Regions from separate parts of the Mus musculus genome. Here region 2 is linked to region 1. Evidence: chromatin contacts called from public Hi-C data. All regions are on one chromosome and are shown on one strand. Each heading gives the region's core, a stretch centred on a gene start, on an enhancer-like site or on the middle of the called end of the contact. The rest is flanking DNA. Distances are from core to core; before and after follow the strand shown. Region 1 has its middle 38 kb from the start of Gm46545. Region 2 overlaps Gm31814 (a long non-coding RNA gene).

Region 1 (6,059 bases), core at 1,355-3,854:
ATCAGACAGAAGCCCTACAGAGATTCACAACTGCTCAAAATGCAGAAAATAAGCAGCCATGGAATACTCAACTCTAATTGGTGCATCCACAGCATAATACCTATTACTAAGGCTCAGGAAATAACTTGGAGGAGGAGGCAGAAAAAGTCTAAGGGCCAGAGGACCAGAACTCCTGATACAAAGTAGTGTCTTCTAGACATGGCCAGATCACTGCATCCAGGAAGCTGCAGCAATGTGGCTGCCTGTGTGAGACCTGCAGAAATGACCATACCGGTTGATATTTCCACATAGATGGGGCAAACTTCGCATGACTCAACTCATAGATGAGAAGTTACAAACCATCAATGGCTGGGGAGGGAAGAAGAATCAGTTTTCTAAAGGGATGAGCCCCATGATAGGTTGCCTAACCCTAAGTGTGCATCCCTAAACACATGAACATATGGGCAATACTAATATATTAGTAGGTTATGTGTGTGTGTATGTGTATATCTAATATGTGTGTGTGCTATCTGTATATTAAATTATATACAACATATATTAACAGTTATTGTAAGAGAGGACATCTTTAATTCAAGGGAAGAAATGGGAGCAGAATTGGAGTGGAGAGGAAGGTATGGAAATGATGTAAAGACATTGTAGTTGTGTATAAAGTCTACTTCAATGATTTATTTTTAAATCTGTCTCTGTCTGTCTGTCTGTCTGTCTGTCTCTGTCTCTGTCTCTCTCTGTCTCTCTCTCTCTCTCCCTCTCTCTGTCTCTCTCTCTGTCTGTCTCTCTCTCTCTCTCTCTCTCTCTCTCTCTCTCTCTCTCTCTCTCTCTCTCTCTGTCTCTCTCTCTCTGTGTGTGTGTGTGTGTGTGTGTGTGTGTGTGTTTGGGGGATTGTACACATGAGTGGGAATACCCAGTAGAATCCGGGAGATGGTGTGAGGTCCCCTGGAGCTGGAGTTAGCAGTGGTTGTGAGCTTCTGATGTAGATGTGGGAATCAAACTCCAGTCCTCTGTAAGAGCAGTATGTACTCTCAACCACTGAGCCACCCCTGGAGCCCAGGACATTTCTACTTTGATTTAAAATGTCAGTGGAATTCTGCAGTGATGCAACGGGGTTGACACTCTGACCAAGACTTTTGGTCACACTGATGTTTTTGGAAGCCATTTGTTACTTATTTTTGTAGTAAAGCCAGTCCCCTCCCTTGCAAACATGTAAATGGTTGGGTTGTCTGTTTATTTGCTTGTTTGTATAAAAGCTTAAGACTCAGTTCAGCTATATGCTACTCTGTGTGTCTTTTCACTGGGCACAGCCAGACCCTATGTCATTTTGCTGATTCTTTCTTAATTATCTCAGACATTTCTCATAGTCCTGTGTATTCTAGATCATAAACTTTATCATAAAGTTATAAGCACTGGACACTGGGAACAATGTCATTTTTATGGCCATAAATGATGATAACTTTTGTTGGCTGCATAAATGAAGGAAGTACTTCATCCATATCTCAATTGTGATCCCAGTGACAGGACACTTAGTGGAGGCCTCTGTTTCATTCTATATAAGAAAGCAGGATGGCTAATGAATGGCCTCAAGGTATAGGCCACTGGGACAAGGTGTGCCCAACATGTACAAGGTTCTTGGTTTGAAAAGAAGGAGCAGATCTATTGGCTGTGCCTGCATCAAGTTTCTCACCTTACATCACCATGAAGGTAATGTCATATCATTTATCCATGGCCACTCAAGGGTGGCTTGAGTACACAGAGTGACCCTGCCAAGCTCAGGAGATGAGCGAAAGGGCAAGAAGACAACTTGTAGACTTTGGGTTGCCAGGCTCAGCATGAGGGCATCCCTGAGCCAACCCCCTACTGACTTTGGCCATGGTCCTGGATCTATGCTCTGTGCGTTAGCATAGATCAGCTTAGCCATTGGGAAGAGAATGTGGCAAAGGTTGGATGAGACTAGGCCTGAAACTGCTTTGACAAGACCTGGAAACAGTATTCTCTTTGCTCAGATGCTTAGAGGCAGAGAGAAGTCTCAGAGGATACAAAAGTCAATCGGACTTCTGTCCAATCTCATGGGCAGAAAAGCAGAGGGGATTGCTCTCAAACGGTGTGAAAGGAAATCTTGGCATCAAGGTGGGAGTGCCAGGACATCCTATAGACAGGAAGGAGAGGATGGTATCGCATGAGATACAGAGAGTGTCAGACAGAGATGGGAAAACTGAGCATAAGGCCAGTCTGAGGGAAGGAAGAAGAGAGGAGAGAAATAGGAGAGGGGGGACAAAACAAGGGAGGGGAGGCAGGCAGGCATGGCAGAATGAGGAAAGCTGGATCTTCCAGAGAGAAAACTAGGGTAGAGGAGAGAAAAACTTGAAAAGATGAGAAGAAATGGGGACAGGATGAAGAGCAAGTTCAAGCATGAGGGTGCTGCTCAGCTCAAGAGGCTGGCTTCTGTAAGCCTGGCAAGGGGAAGGCCTAGGTACAGGCAGAAATGTGCTGACTCCTGCCCAGGGACATCAGAGAACAGAAACAGATCAATTAGCCTGGGAGGGGTGCTATTGCCCGTGATCAGTTCCTGGCTGAGCCAGGCCAGGCCAAGGACTCTTACAGGATCAATGTACTATCAAAGGGCCAGTGGCTCCAGGGCAGGCTCAGCCTTTTCCCTTGAGAACACCCTGTGCTCACATCCCTTTGCTGATTTGGCCACCAGTTCTGTCCCGGGCTCACCTAAGGACCCAGTTAGATCCAGTCCGTTGGAGTTTGAACAGGCTTCAAAGATCTAATAGGAATCAATGCAGCCCAGAACAACCAACCCATGGGATGGTCTTGGGGCATGTGGGTGGAGTAGTAGTTATTTCGACCAGATTTGTCTTATAGATCTTCAATCAATAGAAACACATGTTATAGAGAGAAAACTTGTGCAAAGAGGCATTTGATATGCTGGAACTCTTAATCTTTATATTCTATGTCCCACTTGTCAGCATCTGTCTTGTGTGGCCACTGGGACAGAGGCTGAGGATACAGACAAGGGCAGACACACCTTCAGTGCCCTCTGGGGAGACCAGTGGCACTGCAGTTCCCCCTGCCCAGCCTAACAGAGTGCTTTGGAACTCAGAAGAGAACTCGACTGGTTCTGTTGAGAGGCAAGTGAAATATCTAGAAAGGGAGATGTTTGAGGGTAGCCTTAAAGGCTGAATAAGACTCACCAAGCAGATGGAGTGCAGGAGTCTAAGGGAAGGGAAAGAGTGTTGAAAGGTGAAAGGTGTGAGTTCTAATGGCTTTTGGATAGTCACTGGCAGGCCAGGCCAGTCGAGGCATATAGGTGAAGAAATAAGGGCCAGTTAAAAATCGGCATCTGTGAGGGCTGAGGGTGGACCTGTTAATTAGAAGGAGTTTAAGGCAGCATAGAAGTGGTCTGCTCAGTTGACATTTTCAAAGAATATTTGTGTCTGAATAAATTTGTATGAATTGGACAATTTGGAAGAACACCTAAAATTGGGCGTAGGAATGAAATTAAAGCAAGGTAAATGCTCTATCCCACGAGAACGCGAAGATGGCGACCACACTGATGGCTTTCTCTTGCAGAGAGCCCTTTGCTCCATGCCTGCTTAGGAATTTTCCTTTGATTCCTTGTCAGACAACTTCAGCCATGGCCACTTTCTCTCTGAGGGGTCTCCTACTCCCTGGAGTTAGGTTATCAGAGGATAAGAGCTTCCAGCCAGTACCATCTTCCCCAAATAGAAAGCATTTAAGGAAGCATTTAAACAGCTTACCTTTGAGAAAGGGCAATTATAGATTAAAACCCAGCCTTCCCCTTCTTTAAAAATAAGAGATTAAATATTACCCAATTTCCTCTGTACTCTGTTATCATTTGTCAATCAAAATACTTTTCTTGGAGCTGATGTAGCAGGAGGATCATAAGCTGAAGTCTAACCTGGGCTATCAATGGAGAACATGGCTCAAAACACCTCCAACAACAACAGAACAGCACTTCCCTAAGTTAAACACATTGATTACACTGACATTCCTATTTATAGCAAATACTAACATATACTTTTCATTTTAAGGGCCCACTTATTAATTTATTTTACATGGTGTGTGTGCCTTGAGTCTATCTATGTGTTCCATAAGCATGCAGGTAAATCCTGGGGCCATATGAGGATATTAGAACCTCTATAACTAGGGTTACAGGTGACTGTGGGCTCTGAGTTATGGAAACCAAACCTGGGTTCTCTTCAAGAACTGTAAGTGCTTCTAGCTGCCTCTTCAGTCCCAACATGTATTTTTTAAATTTTAAAACATTTTGTGAAAACAACTCTGATTCCATATCTTATTTTGAAGTCTAACATTCTATAGATTAGATAACTTGCCACCTGCTTTACTATTGATTGACATTCACTCTGATTTGACTTGCTTGGTTGTTCAAGTGACAGTGTCACAGACAGCCTTGTGCATGAATCCTTACATGGTTTTTGCTACTATTGCTATAGCAAGGATTCTTAGAGGTTAGCTTGTTAAAGCTAAGAAAGATTTATAATCATATTAGGAACTGTATCATCCCTTTTCTGAAGATTATCCTGACCTATGCTCCAACCAGCAATTTGTTTGATTGTATCTTCCTCATCCAGTCCCCCAAGCAGCAGAACTATCACAACACACAACAGTCCCTGAACACCAGAACCAAGATCCCCTGTCTGCTGCCACTGTACAGCACGGTGACAACATACATTAGTCATGGCTGTGCCAGGCGCAGAGTAAAGACTCACTCCCTATTGCTGTGCTGTTAGGAAAGCACATTGCCCAAGCTGAGAGCCAGTCAAGCTTTTAACAGCTGACTTAGTGCACAAGACAAGTGGGAAAGGAGAAAACAATAAAGTTGGGAGAAGGCTCTGGATTGGGCCGCCCGTGCTGGGAGGTAAGACGTTGCCTCCTTTCCTTGTGTACTCTACCATCTTGAAACGTCAAATTTAATATGTTGATTCACTGTCCATTATATGTCTTTCCCCGTGGGGCAAAAAAAAAAAAAAAAAAAAAAAAGTGGGAAGGGATGTTCTCTGTCCTGGGAGACTAATGACTATAGGCTCAGATGAGAGAGGCACACACAACACACACTCACGTGCCCATTGAGAATTAGAATGGCAACTTTCAGGGGCGGCATTCACTCGGCTGGTTAATGCCCAAGGGTTTCCAGGGAAAAGAAACAGGCCTTGCTCATAAAATGGATTGTTACTTAAAAAAAAAAAGAAAAAAAAGAATTTCTCCTCAACTAGGATGGAAACTCTACAGAGGAGAAGCCTAAACCTTTCCTACTCACCATCACAACAGCAAGGGCACGTGGCGAGGGGCTCCAGAAGCCACTCTGTAGACACCAAGCGGGGACACATCTCAGGATTAATTTTTGGTGTGATTTAAGGAAGTTTAAAGCCATACCTCCTAGAAATGAATTGATTAAATTACTATGTGAAAGGTTATTTAGGTCAAATTTACCTTTGCAAATGATAGGCTGTGCTCAGAGCCGTCCCAGGCTTGAACAGTGATAGCTCCTACTGTGCACTAAACAGGGTCAGGACTCTTGAGTCTGGGTGGGACAGAGAGAAATGTCTGGGGAAATAGGATTACAGAAGGTAACAGTTATTGGAACAATTTGGCCCCAAAGCCAAGGATGCCTCAATCAATATGCATGACTTTCAAAATTCCTATTTTAATCGGCAAAACGGAAATGAAATTCCCAATGTAGCTTTTAGTTAAAAAAATAAATTACAAGTGGTATATGATATTCATGCATACCATTTCCTCTGAAGTTCTTTTTAAGAATTGAAGAAAATAACCATATCACATACTGGAAAGAAACTAGCCCGGGAGTCCGGAGATTGGTTTTATGCCTTAAATCTATCACCTGAAAGTTATGGGATCAAAAGCTATAAGTTACCCCTTTACCTATGTTCGCTCACATCCGGAACGAAAGAGCTGGTGGTTTGTGAGCTCCTGTTATACCCTGATAAGACTGAGTTGCTAAGTCCCATTTAGTGTCAAGAACTCATCTATCCATCCTCTCCACAAATATTGAGTGGGTT
Region 2 (6,059 bases), core at 1,499-3,998, 180 kb after region 1:
GAGAACCTGAGTCTCTCTTCCACCCTGGGTTCAAACCTATGGATTCTGGAGGAGCTAGAGAACAGTGACTAGTGAAGGTGGCAGAATAATAATCAGTTAACTTTATTCAGAATCAATATTGTAAAAAGAAATACTATCACATATGTAACATATTTAAAATATATTTAATTTATATACACTGTATTAATTATATCATATAGTTATAATATAGCCTATATTAATTATATATATGATAATTTAATTTAGTCTTCAGGCTGTGGAAGGTTGTTTTTAACCAGTGTTTTATATAGAGAATCATTGTCTTTGCTGAAAACACACATAGCTCATTCCTGCTCCTGCAATTATTTGCATAGCAGTAATATCCCAGGAGATGTTAATACAAAGCATCAGAGCTATGGGTTCTGAGAAAGTACAATGAAATAAATGTAGGCCGTGGCATCTCAGGACAGGAGGGGATGGGAAGGACCAAACCTCAGCCTTTTGACAAAGAATTGGGAGAGCAGTGACATTTCTTATGCCTTCCCCAACAGTTTCTAAGCATCTTCTTTACCCTCTTTGCCCTGTATAGAGGACAAGAGAAAATGCTGTAAGAAAGCATGACCAACAGTTGAGTTGAGTGTCCTCCGAGGACTGCTCCTTTGGTAAGGGAAAAACAGTGGTCAAATGATCAAATGATAATATGGTCAAAGGAGAGCAGCTACAGTGTAGGTGTGGGTAGCCTTGCCTGGGATGTGTTGAAAGCAACAGTGGTGTCTAAACTCTGATACATGAGCCCATGAACTTTGAACAGACTAGGAAAACAAAAATCCCCTCACATGTCGTGCTGACATCCCAGCATCTCAAAGTTCAGTGCAAAGCAAACACCAGCATGAATCTCATGGCTACCTGCAGAAGAATGATGGCATGGATACTCTCCATTTCAGGAAGAAGGGTTTAAGTATTATGAAAGTCAACATGACGTTCCTATCAGACAGCCAGGAGAAGGTAAAATGCAGACAGCATATAGGCTAGCAAGCAAACTGACATTAAGAAGGACAGAAACATCTGCAATGTTAGGAGGCCATGATGAGACAGCAGAAGGGATAGCACGGTTCTTCAAGGTAGGAGAGAGGAGTCTAAAGGGGTGCCCTTCATAAAGAATGCGAGCAGGAGCAGGGACAACCTGTGTGAAGCCCCTGAGGCTGGAAAGAGAGTGGCCACTACAGGGGAGAAAGGGCAGGCTTAAAAAAGAAGTGTACATGAAGTTAAAAAGGAGCTGGGGACAGCGTGTAGGTCGTCTCTCATTGTATACGTGTATGAAATTCTCAATGAAATGGCAGAAGAATTTTTTAAAAAATCGTTGAAGAGGGGAGGGGCTGTATTCAGAATCCTTCTAAGCCATGGGAGGAACTCTGAACTTCCACATAGGTGAAGAAAACAGTGGGAAGCCATCAGAAAGTTTCAAACAGGGATGTGACTTGATCTAATTAACAAGCTGTTTCACATGATCTTGTCTACTGCCTAAAACAGATTGGATGGAACAAGGAAACTGTTGCTGATGTCCTCACAGGAAGTTGCTGAGTGGAGCTTCAGTACGGATCAATAGTGACTGAAAACCACAGGCCCTTTCTCTAAATCAAAAAACAGCTGTTTAGAATTAATAGTCTTAAAACACACACATTGTATTTTTCAGGTGTCTTATCATAAATGTAGGTGATAAAATTTATAGACTGTTGGGATGTGCAAATTATAGATGATGTTCCGGGTCTCCCTTTTCTCCTTCCCAGATATTCCAAGAATGGAGGTTAAGAGGAGTCATGACAGAGAGTGACATAATATAGGTCACTTGCATCGAGTTCTCCTACACAGCCTCAACCTCACTACACAGAAACAGCAACAAATGTCAGTGGCAGGAAGTACAGAACGAGAAGAATTAACCACACTTTTTTTTTTCATCCAAACTCCAGAGTCACACACATTTACGGTTGGTTTGACCAGGGTTGGGGGTGGGTGAGGTGGCTTCTCACATTTTTTTAACCAATAGGATTTCATAGCAGTCATCAAAACAACAGCCTTTCCCACAGCTGACCTTTCATGATAGAGGGCTTGAAGGGAAGAAAAGAAAGGAGGGAGAAAACATGGACTTTGCTCATTTGTCATTCTAATAGCTGAGCACTGGATCGGTCTGATGTTGCAGACACATTGATTTGATTAAGATACAATCCATGGGTCATTCAGGCATATAAAGTACTCTTGCTTAATTGCAAAATTAACAATGGAACAGGATAAATCATTACCAAACTGAAGGTTATTCTGGGATTCATGGATTTTTTTTTCTTTTCCTCACCCAACTCATTTTCTCCATCTAAAGTTGTTTTCGACACTTGGTTAAATAAAAAAAAAAAAATCTGGACTAAAGCAACAGTCAGTACATGCCAGCTCTTCAGGGCATCAGCTAAGGGAGCTTACACACACAGAGAACTGGAGTACTGGTAAACCCATCTTACAAAGTGTTTCCCAGAATGCCTTTGCTTCCTAAGTATTCACATGATTCACAGGACTTGGGAAGCCATCCATGGCCTCAAGAAATCATCTCTGAAGACTTGAAATTTAGCTTCCATTTCTTAGCAACACAGAGTTTTTTCAGGACAACCTAATTTTGAAGCTTAAGCAACCTTTGTCCAATCACTTATTGACTGTTATATTCCAAGCACCATGATAAATGATGAGTGAAGGAAAAAAAAAAAAAAGCAAACAAAGATTCAATCTCTTTCTCAACAAACTTCCAGTCCCTGGGTTCTTTGGCTTTTGTGATTACATAAAAAGCACCTAGCTACACATACCAGTGCCTGACAAATACACAAGTGAATGCTCACAACCATCCATTGGACAGAGCACAGGGTCCCCAATGAAAGTACCCAAGGAGCTGAAGGGCTTTACAGCTCCATAGGAAGAACAACAATATGAACTATCCAGTATCTCCAGAGCTCCTTGGGACTAGACCACCAACCAAAGAAAACACATGATAGGACTCATGGCTCTTGCTGCATATGTAGCAGAGGATGGTCTAGTCGGTCATCAATGGGAGGAGAGGCCCTTGGTCCTGTGAAGGTTCTATGCCCCAGTATAGGAGACTGCCAGGGTCAGGAAGCAGGAGTGGGTGGGTTGGTGAGCAGGGGAAGGGGGAGGGATATGGGGGATTTCGAGGGGAAACTAGGAAAGGGGATAACACTAGAAATGTAAATAAAGAAAATATCTAATAAAAAGGAAAGAAGAAAGAGTTTTGAATTCAAGTTTGGGAGACATTGTCCAATATCTATGGACTTGAGAAGAGCACTTTACTCCCAAGAATCTTGATTTCCTCGTCTGCAGAATGAGAATGAAGACCCTGCACTGGATAGTTTTATGACAACTTGACCTGAACTATAGTCATCTGAGAGGACAGAACCTCACTTGAGAAAAATGTCCCCACAACATTGGACTAGAGGCAAGCCTGAAGAGCATTTTCTTAATTGGTTATTGATATTATAGGTCGTACCACCCTGGGCTAGTGGTCCTATGTTCTTAAAAAAAAAAAAAAAGCAGGCTGAGCAAGCTATAAGGATCAAGCCAGTAAGCAGCACTCCTTCATGGCCTCTGCATCAGCCCCTGCCTTCAGGTTTCCACCCAGTTTGAATACCTACCTTGACTTCCCTTGATGAACTTGGGATATGTAAGCTAAATAAACCCTTTTCCTCCCCAAGTTGGTTTTGGTCATGGTGTTTCATCAGAGCAATAGCAAACCTGACTAAGACCGAAATTCAAACCAGGATTGTGGGTTATTTCTGTGACAGACTTGACCATGTTGTCTTTCAGAGTACTGTGAAAGGACTTTGGAACTTTGAGCTAGAGAAACCATTGAATGTTAACAGTTCAGTGGGCAGTTTGGTAAGAGCTGAGAAGATAAGAATGTTGAGGGCAATGCAGGTCTAGGTTGTGAAGTCTCAGAGGGAAGTTTCAATTTTCTTCCACAGCCATTTACTATTTTGAGTTAAGATTTTGTGGTTCTTCTCATTTGGGGCTGGAGAATAAGCTCTGGTTATCAAAAGATCAGCACCATTGAAGTGAAACCTACTTTAGTAGGACAACTGATAGTGGTTAGTTGGAGCTGAGAAACTATTGGCAATGAAGAAGATACCAGAATCATGGAAGGGAAATCTGGAAAGTAGCTTTTCCTCAGGCTCAGCCCACAGAGCTGTGTACCACAGGTGGCCAAGGTTGTACCTTGTGCTGGCAGCCAAACACAGTAGTAGTGTATAAAAGTCTTCTGGGTGGTAATGGTTTAGAAGGCATGGATGGGTCATGTAGAACAACTGGAGCTGAGCTTCTGGGGCGGGTGGTAGCAGAGGCCATTGGTCAAGGTACAGCCTTGGTAGAAGTTGAAGACAAAGGATTGAAGGGGTCATGAAGAGGGTTGAGGCTTGGTACCATGAACAGAGCATAGGAGAAGCTATTGGTGAATGCAGCCCAGTGGAAACAGAAGACCCCAGAAGTTTACTACCATGAAATGACTGCCAAGTGCCAAGAACAAACACCATCAGCCTTGCAATGGAGCCAACCGGAACATTGGAGCCAGTCTGTATGTAAAGCAGAGGGTGGAGTCAGAGCAGGGACCCGAGCCCTTTGGAGGAGCCCAGAAGATCAGGAGTGAATCACACATTGAACATTGATTTATTTACACTATTGGATTTTGGTTTGGTTTTGATCTGATTGCAGCTGTACCCAGTGTCTTTTTTTTTCTGGGCAAAGTATTTATTTTTTTATTGTACTGGATCCCACAGTTGAGAGACTTTGAACGTTCGAAGATATTTTGGAACTTTACAGAGATTTTGCATTTTAAAAGAGACTGGATATTTCTAAAGAGATGTTTGAAATTGTAAGGCTATGGAACATCTTAAGCGTATAAAAATTCTTATATTGCAATGTTGATATTAATGTGTCATCTAGGGGATGAACAAGTAAACAAAGTTTATAGCTTACCAGAGATGTGTTTATGTGTCAATTTGACAAGAGGTTAATTATGCTGGCTAGTTTTACGTCAGTTTGACACAAGCTATAGTCATTTGAGAGGTGAGAGTCTAAATTGAGAAAAAAAATCCTCCATAATAGTGGGCTATGGAGAGGCCTGTGGTGCATTTTCTGTATTAGTGTTCATGCTGGAGGGCCCTTGGCTGGTGGTTCTGGGTTCTATTAAAAAGCAAGCTGAGCAAGCCATGAGGAGCGAAGCCAGTAGGCAGCACTCCTTCGTGTCCTCTGTATCAGCTCCTACCTCCAGGTTTCTGTCCTGCTTGAGCCCTGCCTTGGCTTTCCTCAATGAGCTGTGCCTTGGGATGCATAAGCCAAATGAAATCTTTTTCTCTGAGTTACTTTTGATCTTGGTTTTCATCACAGTCACAGTGACCCTGACTAATACAGAAATACAGATCGACTTCATGGGTTCTTTTGAGAGCCAGTGAAACGATGCATATAAATTTCAATGAATATATAAGGAAATGCTGGGCTTCAAGTCCTTTTTGATATTTATGGAGCAGAGATATCACCTCAAAGGAGTTATTAGACACAGACAGCAAGCCACCCACCAGCTGTCGTTTGGGACACCATTTATTTTGTGCTCTGGCAAATGACTCTGATAGCCAATACAGCAACAGATTGACCATCTGAGAATCTCTCAGGGCCAATGGTCACATGGAGAACAAGTGACATGTGACATGTGACTTTTTGTTATAGTCTCTACCAGCCCATTCAGCAGGGTTGTTTCTCAAATATCTCATACAGTATCCTGTAGTCATGTCCCACAAATGCACCCTGTCTGATTTCTGATTTATAGAGTCACAGCAATCCTTTTAGTAATAAATATGATCCCAAGAGATCTCTGAGATAGGCCAAGAGCATTTCAAAGAGAGCTTGCCTCTGGAACCCCACTTTTGGGTAAAAAAATAAATAAATAAACAAATCAAGTAATGAAGGAAACAAACTAGTTATTACCTTGAAAAGATTCATCACTGTTTGATACTTAAGATGAAACTCAAAAATTATATACA

Evidence for each region. Hi-C and Micro-C count contacts between places; a contact is called where the count stands out from the background.
Region 2: a Hi-C map of liver shows a contact between it and region 1, with 1.8 times the contacts expected there. The contact joins two enhancer-like sites. A contact is called at or near these places in 5 of 484 Hi-C or Micro-C datasets (all in liver) and 2 of 115 datasets of contacts at active chromatin or transcription factors (liver and pancreatic cancer cells).

What each region holds. Positions count from the first base shown.
Region 1 is chr16:24,041,332-24,047,390 of GRCm38.p6, forward strand. No RefSeq gene overlaps it. Among named protein-coding and RNA genes, the nearest start is that of Gm46545, 38 kb to the right of the region's middle. Within about 2 kb of position 2,605, at least 9 of the 459 cell types and tissues checked have an H3K27ac peak or open chromatin away from gene starts, as enhancers often do. A contact at or near this core is called in liver, where this site is marked.
Region 2 is chr16:24,221,408-24,227,466 of GRCm38.p6, forward strand. All of the region lies in intron 1 of Gm31814 (a long non-coding RNA gene), which reads right to left. Among named protein-coding and RNA genes, the nearest start is that of Gm31814, 39 kb to the right of the region's middle. Within about 2 kb of position 2,749, at least 5 of the 459 cell types and tissues checked have an H3K27ac peak or open chromatin away from gene starts, as enhancers often do. A contact at or near this core is called in liver, where this site is marked.